Linked DNA regions of Mus musculus: region 2 is linked to region 1. A link is a contact called in public Hi-C data. All regions are on one chromosome and are shown on one strand. The core of a region is the stretch at or near the end of the contact, and the rest is flanking DNA. Distances in the headings are between cores, read along the strand shown.

Region 1 (3,876 bases), core at 470-2,969:
AAATTCAGACTGACTGTAAGAGCCCAAATGAAATGCTAAATCTCCCCATCTTGCAAATCTATGTGGTGCAATGTGTCTGACTTAGACAAATGCTCCAAGAGAGGTCAAAGTGTACATGCTACGAAGGAGCCCACAGATAAAACTGATGGCTGATGTCACATCTAAAACTATGAGAATCAGAAAATACTGGGACAGTACTTGAAAGTACCACTAAAAAAAAAAGAGGAGGGGGGAGAAGGAGGAAAAGGAGGAGAAGAAGAAGAAGGAGGAGAAAGAAGAAGAAAGAAGAAAAAGATCTATAATACAAAAATTATCAAGCGTGTGATGTAATTTGGTGATAGACTGCTTGACTAACATGTACTAGGTCTTAGATTCAACATATGAAGAATAGAGAAAGGGGCACAAAAACAAAAATAAATAAAATTAAAAATTAAAAAAAAAAGAAAGAAAGACAGAGGGAGACAGGAAGATAAAGGAAGGGAAAAGCCAAATCATGAACCAAGTCTCTTCTTTCAAAACTGAAAGTGGAATAAAAACAGGTTTCCTCGTTCAACATTAACTCAAAGAAGCAAACTATAATTCCTAGAAAATAATCACTAGAAAACCACCAAAGAAATATAAGCACGAGGCGGAGTAAGATATTAAATGCTGAAAAGTTCCTGACAAATGAGAACACAGAAAGTGAGTGCCTGAGATGAATGGCAGAGCATGGAGCCATATGGCTAACCCGAATCTAACCAAACCAACAATTACATTCTCTGAACCCACTAAAGATTCCAAGCAAAGGGCACCCAAGGAATGACTGTATCCTTCATATAAGACACGTACTTGATACTAAGATACAAACTGAGAAAAGATGAATGAATACAAAAGTTATCATGCTAGTAAGCAGAAGCAAGCATGAATGTCTCCATTACTATTTAGCAAAATACATATCAAGGGAGCTAGAGACACAGCTCAAGAGTTAAGTCTGTTTCCTGCTCCGGAAGAGGATCCATGATCAGTTCCCAGCACTCAGAGGGTGGCTGACAACCACCCATCGGCATGAGCAAGGAATTCACGTACATACTTGAAGGCCAAAATCTCAGACACTTTAAATGAAGTAAAAAAAAAAGATCTTAATTTTTTAAAAAAATAAACATCAACACTACCAGATACATTGACAGAACTTGATGATCAGAGAAAGGGAGAGAGGGAAAGGGAAAGAAAGGAGTGGAGAAAGGCTTATTTTAAAGCTGATTTCATGTCATTATAGTTGTCTAATATAGAAAACTATACTATGCAAAACCCCATGCTTCCTTCTCTAAATTAGCACATGCAAAGCATACATTTTACCAACATACATCTGTACTAATTTTATTAGTGTACTTTATGTCTCCCATCAGAGCAGAATTCTAAAAATAGGAGGATCTATTTTTATTGTATTTTTGTGTACTTCCAGTTCCCAATATCTAGCAGAGGACTAATATATTCTAAGTACTCAAAAAAGAAATACAGTTTGAAAGAGACATGCTTGAGTAGTACACCCATGAGCACAAGTGCTAGCAGAGAGCTGGTGACTGCATGCAGGTTCCTGAAGGCGAATCCCGCATTCTTTCCCTCTGCTCCCACATTGGAGGAAACACATCCGCCAATGGCTGTGAAACCCAGTCCCTAGCTCAGAGCCCATTCTCATGGCAGTCATAATAAAACAAGCATTTGGATGGATGAGACAGGAAATGACCAATAGCCACAGCTCAGAATGACACAGCTTTAGCTGGCAGGGGGAGGGAGGAAGGTCCTCTGGAGGGTTGAGTTTAAGGAGCCACAGGAATGTGAAGCAGGAACATTTTTAATGATTTTTCAAATGCGGTGATACAGTGTGCCTTCTAGTTATTCTCTGCTAAACTGAACAGTCACCCTACAAATTTCAACCACCATTTAGTCAGCATGATTTCTCCTTGCCTCCAAGACTCCTCTGGGGAAAGTGGTAAGTCAAACTCAACAGATGGGAGAATTAGAATGTCTCATCTCTAGAGGGAAACAGAGCCTTCAAGTGACTCATAAATACTCTAGATCCTCTGCCCAGAAAAAAAAAAAAAAAAAAAAAAAAAAAAAGCCTTTCCACAGGATGTTTTTCATGACCTTTTGATACAGCTGAGTGACTACTGTGAATAGGTCCTCGTAACAAGTGGGCTCAAGCAACGGGATGCATTTTGTAGATCCTAGCATACAGAAACGAAAACATCTCATCTAAGCATTCAAGACACAGTTGCACACAGACTCTGCCTCTGTATTATGTCTAATGTCATTTTCACTGTCTCCTAAGTAGCTTGCTTTACATATAAGCAGACAAAAGTATTTGCAGCCATCGCTGTTGAGTAAGGTATGTGGCTCAGCTGGTTAGTATCCAGCTCGGGGAGGAAATGCATGAGTAAAAAGTAATGAGATTAGGGTCTGTGCACGAGAGGAATGCTGGCTTCAATCTTGACCCTCTCCTTGCATGTGTGGTTGTGAATGCATTACGGAACAGTCCTGAACTTCTGTTTTTTATTAGTCTGGGAAGTGGAAATTAAACTACCTGCCTCGTGAGGCTTTTGTCGAAAACCAAATAAGATAATTTGGCAGAGCATTCACTGCTCTGGGCAGTAGCAGTATGATTGTTATGGTTTTAAAGCAACACTTAACACACATACATACAGGTATTCTGTAAGGCACAAAGGTAGAAAGGAGACTATGGAGATGCCCTGAAGGGGAGGGAAAGGAAGTAGGAGACGCACTAAGAGAGGATAATAAAATATATGTGATGTACAGAGAGACAGGTGAGACCAGTGGGGGGTGGTCAACAAATGGTGATATATGCAAACGTGTTACAAAGAAAATCATTTACCTTTTATGATAAGCTAATTTTTCCAATTTTCACACTTTCAAACCTTGGAGGATAACATATTTCGAGTCAAGGCAGTGATACTGGACTATGGATCTAAACTTTCAGCATGTCAAACATACTATTTCCATATGGAGCTTTGGGCTGAAAAGCCATTCTGCACAAGCCAATCTCACATTATGATGTAGAGATGGGTGTTTCCTTGCAGAGCAGATGTGGTGGTCATACAGCCAATCTCGAAGGTTTGCAACACAATTTACTTGTTTCGTGACTTGGCATTGCCAATTGCCCGTGACTGCCACCAATTGCTCCCACCCCAGGACGGGCTGGGGAGCAAATTCTGTTGGCAGCACTGCTCTCCCATCAAGAAGGAATGTCAAATATGGTGACATTCTGTCCAGCATTGACTTCTATTCTCTTACTTTTGGTCACACTGAAATGGTAGTGCAATCCCCTAGGTAGACTGGCAGGTTCCTTTGCGGAATGGGGCGTCCTGAGCTACACAACATGGTGCTAAAGTCTGAGAGAGCAACCAAAATGACCAGTTGAGAAAAAAAGGAGTCCTCAACTGGCAAAGAACTACCATCACAACCAGATCAGAATGATCAGGACCAAAGAGAGTAGGCTAGCAGATGGGCCACTGACTACATCAAAGCTACAAAAAAGAGAAGGGGAAACTGGACGAATGTTTCTGTTATTGTTCAGGAGAGAGGGTATTCTAACAGTTTGCCATAGTCTCCTGACATCCTGGGCAAGCATGGTCTTCCTTAGCAGCACCAAGTAATAAATGGTTCTTAGAATGGCCGTGGAAATCATTCAATCAAACAGTGATTGTAATATACGTACCTCATGATTCTTATGTTTTAGATGTTTATTAAATCTAAAAGTTAGTCTCTCCCTGTGTGTGAGTGCATCTAAGGGTGTGTATCTGTATGTGTGCATGAGAGAGAGATGTATGCGACCCTCTCACGTACAGTATAGTGGCAGGACCCTGTGAAGACACTGGGAAC
Region 2 (3,743 bases), core at 752-3,251, 340 kb before region 1:
CTCTTGGCAACAAAGTAGCTATCTTCTTTGTCATTATAATAGTATGATTAACATTAATACCTTAAGGGAGAAAATATTCATTTGACCCACAGTTTCAGAAATTCACACAGCCTTATAGCCCCACACACATAAGAAGATATCGTGGGAACTGTCATTTGTGGCAGCAATGCAACCTTACAAAAGGCAAGAAGCAGAGGAGTAGACAGAAAGGGTCCAGGAACAAGATACCCCCAAGGTCTCATTCTAAGTGACCTTGCCCTAGCTATACCTCACCTCCTAAGTCTCTACCACTTCCCACAGTAACTCCATCAGCCAAGGATCTAGGATTCAACACATGAGCCTATGGAGAACACTCATACTCAAACCACATAGGCAATGGTCTATCTACTTTACATGAAAGATATTAATCTACTTATACCATTTGAAAATGATGAAATTTGAGGAAGAATCTCAGGCTTGCCTGGCTTTGAAAGTGAACTTTCCTGTTTCATTGTTGTGTAGCCTTGGACAAGATTCAGGGAATTTACATAGTTGAATCAGATCAGAACCCTGAGTTACAACTCCAGCTTCTCTCCTACTCCTGGCTGTGCCATATTGGCCTCATAAATTTCTTCAAACATGGAAAGCAAGTTCTTTCTCCTTGATTTCATTTGCCTTGCCTTTGCCCTTTAGATTTTTATCCTTTATTTACCTGATCACGTTCTCTTTTGCTGGTCAACTCTCTGCTCCACTGATGCCCACCACAGAGGTCTATCTTTAAGCTTCTTATCTTGCTTATTTAATTCATATGCTTATTTTTTCTCCTGCAAATAAATCAACAGATCCATGAAAGAGATTTCCCTCTCATTGCATTGTATCTGCAAAAGGTTAGCTAGAACAATGTCTGAAATATAGGCAATTATAAATACACTTTTACTAAATAAGAGAAATATCCATATGTACTTAAGATGGGGCCCAAAGAAACTAGTCTGCACAAATACAGAAATTAATATTAAGAGGGAAAGAAATTAAATATGTAAAACCTAGCTCTAAATTAAAACTTAGTAAAGGTGACATGGAGGCACATTTACAGGTACTATAGACAAAACAAGAGACACTTGTGCTTGGTGGTACACATCTATAATTCCAGCAGTTAGTAGGTGATAGAGGCAGGAGAATCAAGGGTAAATGATCATCATCAGGCTACAGTTTAAGGAATGGGTAGATCCTGGGCCTCTTGAAGCCCTATGTTTAAAAGAAACTATAGTAAGGGATGTGTAAGAATCAGGAGGCAGAATGGACAACTTGGCTGTGTTTTTCCACAGAGACTATCCCAGGGGGTTTCGTAAACCTCTAGCATAAAGATAACTTTACCACACATGACAGAAACTGAGCAGCATTTTAGATGGAAGGCAAGGGGCTCCATGGAAGATGGGGATCCTAGCAGGAAGAGGATGCTTCAAGACCATTAACAGAGTGTGATGTGATAAATGCATCCCTGACTTTTCTCAAGAACTGAACTCCATGACTCAGCCCTGTAGCATTTCTTTTATTTGGTAAGAAACAAACTTCTCTCTGGAAGATCTCAGTAGAATGGCCAATAAAAATAACAGGAAGCATTCTGTTCCATAACTGAATCTTCATGTGTCATAAGGACATTTGTCACTCCTGCACACAGCTCACTGCTGCTAACTCCAGATGTCCAGGAAGTCCAGTCAATCTTATGGAGAATTAAGCAGTGATAAGTTCCTACAGTTGTCTTTGTCTAGACTTCAATATTGATCATGGAGCAGACAAATTGGAGGAACGAGGTAGAGAGGCCTTCTCATGTCTTACATGTTAAGTGCAAATACTCAGCAGAAAGTGACCTTTAATGAATGCAAATCTACTTTATAAGGTATCACATCTGTGACTCTTCAAAGTGTGTGCTAATGGGCAGCTAGATGTCCCTTTCTCTGTTTCCTCTGATTCACTTAGGGAAACTCCTGTGAGCCCACTAAGTGGTTTTATACGTTTCTCATTGATATTTACTTGACAAGTGCTTGTCAGGGTCAGCCATTTGTCTTGGTGTTATAAGAGTGTAAAGGGTTAAAGCAGCAAACGTGGCTCATGATAAACAAGAACAACAAAAATCTTCATATTCCTGACAGCTGTGACTGTCAAGCCCAACACACTAGAGGAAATTAAGTTAAGAGGAAATTAAGAGGAGTCACTATGGTAGGGTAACTAAAGTATCACCATGTACCCAGTGCCCACTTATGCCTGTATATTTGAATTCCCTCTGACTAAATCTTATTACCTGTATGATAAAATTAATACTTTGCCTATTTTATAAAAGCTATATAGACATTGACCGTATGTTGGCATTTAACAACAAATATATATTTATTAAGAACTATTTACCAAATATCTAATTCAATGTAAAGCTTTTGAGACTAACAAAGGCCACAAGAAAGAATGTGGCAAGAGTTATGTTCTCAGATTTTTACAGTCATTCCCCATTTTTAAGAACAAGGGATTCTTATTTGGTTAAAATGTCTGGACTTGTAAGACCTTAGAGATCTTAAGTCTAATTGCCCAGAGAAAAACATTATCATTTCTTCAGCAAATACATAACTGATTATTCAGTCTTTCTTCTCAAATAAGTTTTTGAGTTTTCTTGACATTCAGAGATGTTAGTTCATAAGACTTTGAAGCATCCATGGGGGATTGTTTCTAGAATACTCTATAGGTTCCCAGGCCATACATTCAAATCTCCTACACACACACACACACACACACACACACACACACACACACACACACACTATGAACATCTACATATACTCTTCATATTCTCTTTCAAACTTAAAATATCTCTAGATTATATATAATACTAATGTAACAAAAATGATATACAAATATTTGTGACATTTCATTAAGAAATGTGAGACTCAAGTAGACCAATGGAACAGAATTGAAGACCCAGAGATGAACCCACACACCTATGGTCACTTGATCTTTGACAAGGGAGCTAAAACCATCCAGTGGAAAAAAGACAGCATTTTCAACAAATGGTGCTGGCACAACTGGCGGTTATCATGTAGAACAATGCAAATTGATCCATTTCTATCTCCCTTGTACTAAGGTCAAATCTAAGTGGATTAAGGAACTCCACATAAAACCAGAGACACTGAAACTTATAGAGGAGAAAGTAGGGAAAAGCCTCAAAGATATGGGTACAGGGGAAAAATTCCTGAATAGAACAGCAATGGCTTGTGCTGTAAGATCGAGAATCGATAAATGGGACCTCATAAAATTGCAAAGCTTCTGCAAAGCAAAAGACGCCGTCAATAAGACAAAAAGACCACCAACAGATTGGGAAAGGATCTTTACCTATCCCAAATCGGATAGGGGACTAATATCCAATATATATAAAGAACTCAAGAAGGTGGACTCCAGAAAATCAAATAACCCCATTAAAAAATGGAGCTCAGAGCTGAACAAAGAATTCTCACCTGAGGAATACCAAATGGCTGAGAAGCACCTGAAAAAATGTTCAACATCCTTAATCATCAGGGAAATGCAAATCAAAACAACACTGAGATTCTACTTCACTCCAGTCAGAATGGCTAAGATCAAAAACTCAGGTGACAGCAGATGTTGGCGAGGATGTGGAGAAAGAGAAACACTCCTCCATCGTTGGTGGGATTGCAAGCTTGTACAACCACTCTGGAAATCAGTCTGGTGGTTCCTCAGAAAATTGGACATAGTACTACCGGAGG

What was found. A called contact is a pair of places that touch in the nucleus more often than the background predicts.
Region 2: a Hi-C map of the N1E-115 cell line shows a contact between it and region 1, with 2.6 times the contacts expected there. The contact joins two enhancer-like sites. A contact is called at or near these places in 1 of 15 datasets of contacts at CTCF or cohesin (the NIH/3T3 cell line), 1 of 484 Hi-C or Micro-C datasets (the N1E-115 cell line) and 1 of 115 datasets of contacts at active chromatin or transcription factors (CD8 T cells).

Annotation. Positions count from the first base shown.
Region 1 is chr15:62,285,339-62,289,214 of GRCm38.p6, reverse strand. No RefSeq gene overlaps it. Among named protein-coding and RNA genes, the nearest start is that of Pvt1, 250 kb to the right of the region's middle. Within about 2 kb of position 1,719, at least 75 of the 459 cell types and tissues checked have an H3K27ac peak or open chromatin away from gene starts, as enhancers often do. A contact at or near this core is called in the N1E-115 cell line, where this site is marked.
Region 2 is chr15:62,627,024-62,630,766 of GRCm38.p6, reverse strand. No RefSeq gene overlaps it. Among named protein-coding and RNA genes, the nearest start is that of Gm41333, 40 kb to the left of the region's middle. Within about 2 kb of position 2,001, at least 10 of the 459 cell types and tissues checked have an H3K27ac peak or open chromatin away from gene starts, as enhancers often do. A contact at or near this core is called in the N1E-115 cell line, where this site is marked.